Regions from separate parts of the Pan troglodytes genome. Here all the other regions are linked to region 3. The links are chromatin contacts, called in public Hi-C and HiChIP or PLAC-seq maps. All regions are on one chromosome and are shown on one strand. Each heading gives the region's core, a stretch centred on a gene start, on an enhancer-like site or on the middle of the called end of the contact. The rest is flanking DNA. Distances are from core to core; before and after follow the strand shown.

Region 1 (3,513 bases), core at 430-2,929, 220 kb before region 3:
CAGCCAGGCTGGCCAAAGTGCATTTTCTCAGGAGTCCAGGCCAGGGGATCCCTGCTACTTCCGCCTCTCCATTGCCCCACCCTGCCCTTCCCCTGTTCTTGCAGAAAGACACGCCAGCATGCTGGGAAGACAGCGTCGGCCTGGCAGCCAGGTGACCCAGGTCCAGTGCCAGGCCTGTGCCTGGCTGGCCACGTGACTAGTGGTAAACATTTCACTTACTAAGGCCTCAGTTTCCCTGTTTGCTCCTTTAAGCAGTTTGGCCAAATCAGTGGTTCACAGTCTTGGCTGCACATTGAAATCAGCTGGGAACCTTTCGAAAGTTCTGGGGCTCTGATTGCATCCAGACCAACTAAGTCAGACTTTATAGGGTGGGACCTGGGCATCCACGGTTTTTAAAGCTTCCCAGGTGACTTCAATGCACACCATGTTTGAGAGCCGGGGGGCTGCGATCTCCAGAGCTCCCTCCAGCTTTTTTTTTTTTTTTTTTTTTTGGTTTTTTGTTGTTGTTGTTTGGTTTATGGTTTTTTTTTTTAGTGTTTATTTATTTATTTATTTATTTTTTGAGATGGAGTCTTGCTCTGTCACCAAGACTGGAGTGCAATGGTGTGATCTCGGCTCACTGCAACATCTGCCTCCCAGGTTCAAGCGATTCTCCTGTCTCAGCCTCCTGAGTAGCTGGGATTATAGGCGCACGTCACCACACCCAGCTAATTTTTTGTATTTTAGTAGAGACGGGGTTTCATCGAGTTGCCCAGGCTGGTCTCGAACTCCTGAGCTCCGGCAATCCACCCGCCTCAGCCTCCCAAAGTGCTAGGATTACAGGCGTGAGCCACCGCACCCAGCCAGCTCCCTCCAGTTTTTTGATGCTGAGGCCCACCCTGATGCCCCGTCTGTTTGCCCGTCTTTTGTCATTGGAGGGTTAAATGAAATGTGAGCGTTACCCGAACATCTGGGTTCCTATCTGTGCACCTCCTCCTGTCTTCAGCCTGCCTTTGAGGCAGCAGCCTCCCTGGGGACTTTGACCCTCCCCACCCATTCTTCGCTGAACCTCCTGCTCCAGCCTCTGCCTCCTCCATTTTGATGTCTACAATCAGGGGATCCAGGATCATCACCAAGGTCATTTTCCCAGGTATGGAGGGGTCTTTCTGCTTCTTTCTTGTCATGCACAGCTGCTGAGGAAGGGGCTGGGAGGAAAGACAGTGAAATGGGGAGGAGGAGTCCATTCAAACCGAGAAACTAAGTGTTTGGTTTTTCTTACCCCTGATGTAGAAGCTACCAACCTTTTCCAAGAAAGAGGGCCTGGCCCCCTTCTCGGGTCTGGCTGGGTGCCTGCTGTGCCTCTCTGGCCTCCCCTCCGAAGGGCACCATTCCCTCAGGTGAGTACTACTGGCCTGCACCGTCTTCCAGTGGAGACAGCCTGAGAAGAGAGTCTGGAGCCTTACTTCAGCACCTTCCTTCACTGGCCTCACCCTGTGCAAATCATGCCACACACTGGAGCCTCCTTTTCCCTATCTATAAAATAAAAATGACCCTGCTCTATCTCACTGGGCTGGCAAGAACACACTGTTGTTGCCTTGCAGACAGACGTGCTGAGGCTGTAGAAAGCGCTTTTTATTTGGTTGGGAGCTTGCGCATAAATGCGAGAGGGGCTGCACATCTGACGGACTAGAGGTGACTCATGGCTGAACTGGAACAGGACATCGGGGAGAAGCCAGCAGGTGAGTCTGGGAGTCCTGTTCCCAACATGGTCCTCAAGGAGGATGGGACAGGGGGCTGGGGAAGGCTGGGACACGGGTCATGCTGTGGCCAGCAGTGCCCTGTGGCCTCCGCCACTCTGCCAGTGGGCTAGTGAAGAGCAGAGCAACTAGACCAAAGGTCCTTTCAGAAGGAAGCAAGTGTCTATAGCTACAATAAATAATAATAGCAGCTGGCAATTACTGGTGCTCACAACTGCTAGGAAGTTGTACCTTCTGTGTACTTTCTCATTGACTTCTTACAATCTGGTGAGGTAGGATTGTTAACCTCATTTTCAGATCAGAGAGGTTATGTAACTTGCCCAAGGTGTCAAAGCTACTAAGTGGCAGAGGAATTCAGACCCAAATCTGCCTGAGTGCAAAGGGCATGCTTTGTGACCTCTATGAGACTCTGTCCATTCACAGAGCTGACACATTGACCACAGAAGAAAATGCTTTCAAACGTAGTGGATGGGGCAGGGAAAGTTCTCGGGCTGTGTGTTGGGTGAGTTAGCAGTGAGGCAGGAAGGCCTCGTTTCAGGTCAGGTTCTGGTATCTCTATCAGGTATCGACATCAGGTCAGGTACTGGCAGGTGGGCTGGGGCCCAGCTGCTACAGGGGCTGCCTGAGAAGGAGCCACAGCCCTGAGCCACCTCCAGGGCCCAGAATTGAAAGGCAAAGAGAAGACTGCAGATCCCTGCTCACTAGGGGAGGGGACATTATTCCTGTCCTGGGAAGGGGCTGAGTTGGGCAGGAGTGTCTCATCTCCTTGGAGGCATCTGGCAGGGTGGCACAAACAGGGCTGACTTCATAAGGCTGTGATCAGTGCAGCTGCCCAGGGCCTTGCATTCAGAAAGGCCCTGGGCTTGGGGTTCAACATTCTGTGATTGTTGACTTGAAATGTGTCATAATTTTAGCCCTGAACTTGTTTTGTAAGTGGTGTCCGATGGGACAATGGAGCATGTGCCAGGATTGGGAGTTGGAGCCTCAGCTCATACATATGGTCTCCACACCCAGACCAGCCCCACCACTGCTGTAACCCTCTGCCAGAGTCCCTCATTCCGCTGTCACCTTTGCCCAGGCAAAACAAGGATCAGAAGTTGAGGAGTGGCAGGCAGCCCTGGACACTCTCACCCACCCCCATCCAGCTAGTTGGTGCATTCAAGTGGGGAGGTCGCAATACCTTGGGCGTCACCCATTTGCCCTGGGTTAGAGCAGCGGCTGTGAGAAGGGGAAATTGGCTTCCTCTTCATTTTCCTTTTGCACTCGGCTTTGCAAATTATGTAGTTGGCCCTGGTCACATCCATATCTGGCCATTTACCAACCTGAACAAACTACTTCCCCTTTCAGCCTCAATTTTCCTGTCTGCAAATGAAAATAATAATGTGCATACCCCACAGGATTCTTTTGGGGACAGTGAGGCTTTTCTCTTTTCCAGAATGCAAGTCTGATTATGACAGCTCTCTGCTAAAAACCAGAATGGCTTGGTGGTGTTTTAGGACAAAGACCAAAACCTTTCATCTAGACTAATGCTGCCCAATAGAAATGTAATGCAAGCCACATATGTAATTTCAAATTGCTAGTAGCCATGTTTTAAAAAGTAAAAACAGGTGAAACTAATTTTAATAATATACTTTGCCCACTATATGCAAATCATTATATCAACATATAAGTATGAAAATTTTTTATTGCCTCCAAAATCCAGGGTATATTTTACCTTATCGTGTATCTTATCTCATGTGACAAGAAGCTACGTAATTGGACTAACTGGCCCCTGCCA
Region 2 (3,049 bases), core at 197-2,696, 160 kb before region 3:
ACCAGGACACCTCCAAAGCCTCTTTGGTGTTTTTCCTTTCTTTTCTCCTTATATGGCCTTCATGAAGAGTAACTAATTACAATCTGTTAGCAGTAATTACAGTTCATAAACTGTGAGCACAATATAAATATTTTTCCTGAAAGCCAGGTTAGAAGAAATCCTGTCTAAAATGAGATGTAAAACAACAACAATTGAAATAAATATTCTAACTGAATTGTCCCCAAGCACTGTCAAAAAGAAGAAGAGTGTAATCTATCTCTGTAATAATGGGCGTATTATAGTAGGATCGTTTTCAGCCCATTTCCCTATCCTGCTGGGCAAGAATTGGCTCAGATAAGGAAAAGGAGCCAACCAAACTGGGGGAAAATAACAAAAAAACCCCAAATCCCAACAAAAAGAACCCACCAATTATTTTGGATGCCTGGTAAACAGCCTGCACCAGAGGATAAGGCTTTTCTGGCTCTCAGCTATGCTTTTTTCTCTTTTCATGTGTCTTGTCCTCCTCCCTTGAAACTGCGGGGTGGGGAAGTCTAAAAATAGTCAATGAATCATGGCATATAATATTGTGCAGTAGTTACATAAACAGCCAGCCCGGGCGCCGGAGCCCCGGGTCGGAACGGAAAATATCTGGGTCAGCGTTGTCACACTGAACAGGGTCCCCCGGAGCCGGCCTTCGGGAGGCGCGGCCCGGGAGGAGGCCTGGGCCTGCGGGCCGGGAGCAGCAGGGGCGGCCCGCGGGAGGGAGCGGAAGTCCCGGGACTGGCGCTGGCAGCGGGGCGAGCAGGGCGGACGAGTTCCGCGCTCCCTCCCCATGGCCGGGAGCGGGCCGCGGCGACGGCGGCGGCGCTGACAGGCCGCGGGCGGGGCGGGGCAGGCGGGCCTGGGCGGGGGCCTGGGGCTGTGGGAAGATGAACGCCCTCCTAGAGCAGAAGGAGCAGCAGGAGAGGCTGCGGGAGGCCGCGGCCTTAGGGGACATTCGGGAGGTGCAGAAACTGGTGGAGAGCGGGGTGGATGTGAACTCCCAAAATGAGGTCAACGGCTGGTAAGTGGGGAGCGGGGGAGGCCTAGGGTCAGGGCAGCCGGTCGGAAGGCGTGGGGCAGTCAGTCGCGACCTGGGCCCAGCGCTGGACGCCTGGCTACGGCGAGGCCTGCCACCTCGGGCCTCCGAGATTGTGCCCTCTTGAGGCCAGCCCTCGTCCCCATGCCTCGTGCGGTCGGGAGCGCGTCCTGCCCAAATCCCGGCCCACGTGGTCCACTCGGGGCAGCGCCCACTGGGACTCTGGTGCCCTACCCCCTTCCCCCGCGCTCCCGGCTCACTTGGTCAGAGCGGTGCTGGAGGCAGTGATTCTCAGCGACTATGCGTTGGAGCTCACCCCAATTCGAGTGTTGAGTTAATTTGCCGTAGGTCCTTCTGGAGAACGCATCTTGCAGAGCTAAAAGCATAAGCAACTGAGCAAATATGAATTTTATAAACTAGCACGATTTCCTTAGCCAAGACCAGGAAAAAAAAAACACATTTGCATCACCATTCTGCTTCTCTGTTGTTTCACTGCAACCGATTTGCTGCTGCTGCCTACAGTTGCCTGTTTGAGGGAAAACTCATTTGTTTATCCTATCGATTATTTTCTTTCTTTTCCTTTTTTTTTTTTTTTTTTTTGAGACAGGGTCTTGCCCTGTCGCCCAGGGTGGAGTGCAGTGGCATAGTCTCGGCTCACTGCAACTTCTACCTCCCCGGCTCAGGTGATCCTCCTGCCACAGCCTCCCAAATAGCTGGGAATACAGGCACGCGCCCCCACACCCGGCTATTTTTTTTTTTTTTTTTGGTATTTTTGGTAGAGATGGGGCCAGGTTGGTCTCAAACTCCTGGCCTCAGGTGATCCACCCGCCTCGGCCTCCAAAAGTGCTGGGATTACAGATGTGAGCCTACCGTTCCTGGCCAGTTTTCTTATTACAATTTCAAATACAGAATGTCACCCAAGACTTTAGATGTCTGCCTGCAGATTGAATTCTTCCCAATTAAATAGGAGTCTCATCTTAAGATGTTGCTGGTGGTCAAAACAGGAAGTTACTGAATGTGGCATTATTCCGCTCTCTGCATTTAATATTTAAAATTTTGATTCAGTAATGCTTAGCCAGACTATTTTGCTAGCTTAGAGTTAAAGTGAGTAGCACTTTGGGAGGCTGAGGTGGGCGGATCACAAGGTCAGGAGATCAAGACCATCCTGGCCAACATGATGAAACCCCATCTCTACTAAAAATACAAAAATTAGCTGGGCGTGGTGGTGCATGCCTGTAGTCTCAGCTGCTTGGGAGGCTGAGGCAGGAGAATCACTTGAACCTGGGAGGCGGAGGTTGCAGTAAGCCAAGATTGCACCACTGCACTCCAGCCTGGGTGACAGAGCAAGACTCTACCTCAAAAAAAAAAAAAAAGTGAGTTTACATTTTGTTTTTTTAAGTGGAATCATCCATTTGGAACAAGGGACAATGGAGAGAGGCTCAACCACAGAGAATAACTTGCCCTAGGCCACATAACTATTAATATGATAGCACCAGAACCATGGTTTCCAGACTGCCTCAAAAGTCTACCTACCTGGACCCGGCGCGGTGGCTGACGCCTGTAATCTCAGCACTTTGGGAGGCCAAGGTGGGCAGATCATGATGTCAGGAGTTCAAGACCATTCTGGCCAACATGGTGAAACCCTGTCTCTTCTAAAGATACAAAAATTAGCCAGGGGTAGCGGCGTGTGCCTGTCATCCCAGCTACTTGGGATGCTGCAGCAGGAGAATCACTTGAACCAGGGAGTTGGAGGTTGAAATGAGCCAAGATCACACCACTGCACTCCAGGCTGGTGGCAGAGCGAGACTCTGTCTCAAAAAAAAAAAAAAAAAAAAAAAAATCTATCTTCCTGGTGGGACCTGGTGGCTCACGCCTGTAATCCCAGCACTTTGGGAGGCCAAGGCAGGAGGATCACTGGAGTCCAGAAGTTTGAGACCAGCCTGGGCAACATAGCGAGACCCCAGTCTCAAAAAAAATTTTTTTTCTACCTAA
Region 3 (3,355 bases), core at 447-2,946:
TGGAAGACGTCCTGGCCTCTAGTCTCCTGGAAGACCCGCCAGGCCGAGAGGACCCTCCCCCATCCACTGCCGCTCCCTGCCCACACCCCCACATCAGGGAAGGTGGGAGCATTACCTGAGAGGAAAATCGGCTTGTTTTCCTTCCTGGCCTTGTCGAAGGCTTCCTGTCCCCAGGGGTACCTAGACCCAGCAGGGTGGGGCATCACTCAGTAGCCCAGGGGGTCTGGGAGGGGCCCAGGACCCCAGCGATTCCAGGCAGGGCCCCAGGAGAGGTGCTCACCAGTCCACAGGATTGTAGGCATGTTGTAGGAGGTATGGTGACTTCTCGTGGATCAGGCGGTTGGGGACCCTCTGGGGTGTAGATGAAGGATGGCTTCCCTTCCCTCCAGCAGGCATGGGCACTGAACTACTGACCGTCGCACTTCGGTCCTTGTCCCGGGAGGAGCTACCCCTGGCGAGGACTGGTGCGTCAGGCAAGCCAGCGGCCTCCACCCACCTTCTCCCAGGCCCCCCAGCGCCTGCTCCATTTCACTCAGCACCCCAGTAGGACCCCTGCTCCCAGCCCAACCCACCTTTCTGAACCATGGGGGAGACTGTGGCCTTTGCGCTCCCCCTTATGTTTTTTGGGGGGTGAGGAGAGGTGGCTCATTGGGGGCTCCTTGCCAGGTTAGTCTCCCCCAACCTCCTGGGCCTGGCGGTGGGAAGGATGGCTGTGAGGTCAGGGCGGGTCACAATGGGCAGAATGATTCTTGGGGCTCCATTCTTACCCCTCCCCAGGCCCCTCCCCCGGCCCTTCCTGGAGCAGCTGCTTGGAGGCATCTCTCTGGCAGGCCTGGGTGTGGCCCCACTGGAAGGCAGCCTACTGCTGGTGGCTGGACAGGCCAAGATCAGTAGGGTCTGGGACTGGACCAGGTGAGGGACAAACAGAGGAAACCAGACATGGGGACTCCCTCACTCAACGCCCACCTGCTGGGACTCCTGTGGGGCCAGGTCCTGGGCCAGACTCCAGGACACCTAGGGAATCAGAGACCTCAGGGAGTTCAGCCTGGAAATGGGACTGCAGGCAGACCTAAATAACGAAAGGTCCATGCAGCAATAAAGGACTGTGACAGGGCACAGGGTACTATTGGAGAAAGGCCCTTGACCCAGCATCCAGCACTGGGGTGCAAGGAAGGCTTCCTGGAAGCAGTGTCAGAACAGTCCCTGAGGAGCTGGCACTGCACTGGAAGGAAGGGGAGAGGAGGGAAGGGATGAGGACGGGAAGGGAGGGGAGGAGGGCCTTACAGCCAGGGCCAGGTCTCAGGAGCAGACCGGAGGTGGGGTGGGGGAAGGGCCAGGCATGCAGGGGTGGTCCAGACTGGCACTGGGGACCGGTGTCCGGAAGACCCTCCACTGGGCCCGCAGGCAGGCGCAGGGAGTGCCCTAGGGGCCCGCTCGCCCGCCCGTACCTGCGGCTCGCGGCGAGGCCTGCACCGGCGCGGGGCAGCAGAAGGACGCGGCCCAACCAGGCCCGCGCGCCCAGCATGGCTGCTCGGGGCCGTGGGCCCGGCCGCTGAGGACAGGAAGGGAAGGCAGGAGGCTGCGAGGGGCGGGCCGGGCACCTACGGAGCCGCGGGCGGGTCTTCGCCGGGACTTGGGACAGTGTGGCTGGTCTCCGAGCGTCGCCCTGCGGCGGAGCGCAGAATTGCAGATCAGGCACCCGGGCCTTGGGAGGACCCATTCTGTGCATAAAACTGGGCTCTGCCCCTGCCTGGGGAGGACAGCCCTTCTCAAGGGAATAGGGAGAGTTGTGGGATCTAGGGCTGGGAGATGCTAGGGCCATGGGATGCCAGAGCTTCAGCTCATTTTGTCCAACCCCTGCCCATTTTACAAATGAGAAATGAGATCCAAGGCGAAGGCGTACCTTGGCCAGGTCCACCAGCTAACAAGCTTTGCTTTTTGCAGCCTCCTCGTCTCTAGGTCCTACTCAAATCCTACCCACTCCAGGAAGCCTTCCTTAAATAATACTGATGAGCCCATTTTATGTCTCATAGGTTACACATGGCCTCATTGGCTACATTCAGCCAATATTTATTAAGTGCCTGCCGCCTGCCACTCTGCAAGGCACTGAGTATACAATGGTGGGCAGAGAGAAACAAGGCTCCTGCCCTCACATGGCTCACAGTCTGTTGAGAGCGGCAGATGCTAATTCGACAGCCATACCGATAAACACCCACGTGACAAGTCCGTGAGGGTATAACGTAACAAGTGACCTGATCTGGTGGAAGGGGCAAAGGATGAAGGCTTCCCTGAGGAAATCACATTTGTGAAGCCATGAAGAACGAGAGAAAGGAACTTGGAGGGTGCTCAGGGGGAGTGCTGGGGAAGGAGGCAGAGGTACAGTTTGTGCAAAGGTCCCGTGGCTTGTCAGTGAGTCAGGGCTGAGCAACTGCAGAAAGAGGGAAGACAGGCAGTAGATGAGGGCAGAGGCAAGATCTTGGAGACACTCGTGAACTGTAAGAAGGGGATTTTTATTTTTTGAGACAGAGTCTCGCTCTGTCACCCAGGCTGGAGTGCAGTGGTGTGATCTCGGCTCACTGCAACCTCCGCATCCTGGGTTCAAGGCTGGTCTCGAACTCCTGACCTCAGGTGATCCATCTGCCTCGGCCTCCCAAAGTGCTGGGATTACAGGCATGAGCCACCATACCCGACCCAATTTTTTTTTAGCCAGAGTCTCACTCTGTTGCCCAGGCTGGAGTGCAGTGGATCTTGGCTCTCTGCAACCTCCACCTCCTAGGTTCAAGCGATTCTTGTGCCTCAGCCTTCCAAGTAGCTGGGACTACAGGAGCGCGCCACCATGCCCAGCTAATTTTTGTATTTTTAGTAGAGACGGGGTTTCGCCATGTTGCCTAGGCTGGTCTCAAACTCCTGACCTCAAGTGATCCATCTGCCTCAGCCTCCCAAGTGCTGGGATTACAGGTATGAGCCACCGTGCCTGGCCAGAGAAGGGGATTTTTGATGACAGTAGAAGCAAGCTATTGAAAGGCTTTAGTCAGGAGGGTTACCCAGTTGGATCTGTGTTTTGGAAAGATCCCACCAGCTTCCCAGTGGAGAATGAACTGGAAAGGGGCAAGAGTGAAAGCAGGGGCAGATAGGAGGCTATAGCAGCACCCAGGGGGAGATGGGGGAGCAGAGATGCAGAGAAAGGAATGGGCTGGAGGTCGGTCAAGGAGGAAACGTCATCAGGATGGGCAGCGACAAAGAAGGCGGTGTCCAGGGTGACTTGCAAGGTGGGGCCATTCCCTCAAGAGAGGGCATGGGGTGGGGGTGGGGGGACAACTCATGGGGTTCATTGTGGGACCTGTGGGTTTGAGAT

The links. Hi-C and Micro-C count contacts between places; a contact is called where the count stands out from the background. HiChIP or PLAC-seq counts read pairs in DNA pulled down with a chosen protein or histone mark.
Region 1: a Hi-C map of stem cell-derived neural progenitor cells shows a contact between it and region 3, with 4 times the contacts expected there. The contact joins the promoter of LOC112206064 here to the promoter of SPATA20 in region 3. A contact is called at or near these places in 1 of 7 Hi-C or Micro-C datasets (stem cell-derived neural progenitor cells) and 1 of 1 datasets of contacts at active chromatin or transcription factors (stem cell-derived excitatory neurons).
Region 2: an H3K4me3 HiChIP or PLAC-seq map of stem cell-derived excitatory neurons shows a contact between it and region 3, with 4 times the contacts expected there. The contact joins the promoter of LUC7L3 here to the promoter of SPATA20 in region 3. A contact is called at or near these places in 4 of 7 Hi-C or Micro-C datasets (blood, induced pluripotent stem cells and stem cell-derived neural progenitor cells), 1 of 1 datasets of contacts at active chromatin or transcription factors (stem cell-derived excitatory neurons) and 1 of 1 other capture datasets (stem cell-derived neural stem cells).

Annotation. Positions count from the first base shown.
Region 1 is chr19:63,906,751-63,910,263 of NHGRI_mPanTro3-v2.0_pri, reverse strand. LOC112206064 (putative ANKRD40 C-terminal-like protein) reads left to right here and starts at 1,679. Exons shown (of 4, transcript XM_024350521.2): 1 at 1,679-1,718. The coding sequence starts at 1,679.
Region 2 is chr19:63,847,367-63,850,415 of NHGRI_mPanTro3-v2.0_pri, reverse strand. It overlaps LUC7L3 (LUC7 like 3 pre-mRNA splicing factor), which reads right to left and starts at 1,446. Exons shown (of 14, transcript XR_010153329.1): 1 at 1,318-1,446. It overlaps ANKRD40 (ankyrin repeat domain 40), which reads left to right and starts at 638. Exons shown (of 5, transcript XM_511885.7): 1 at 638-1,042. The coding sequence starts at 909.
Region 3 is chr19:63,686,739-63,690,093 of NHGRI_mPanTro3-v2.0_pri, reverse strand. SPATA20 (spermatogenesis associated 20) reads right to left here and starts at 1,696. Exons shown (of 17, transcript XM_511882.6): 1 at 1,449-1,696; 2 at 967-1,014; 3 at 281-451; 4 at 116-180. The coding sequence starts at 1,525.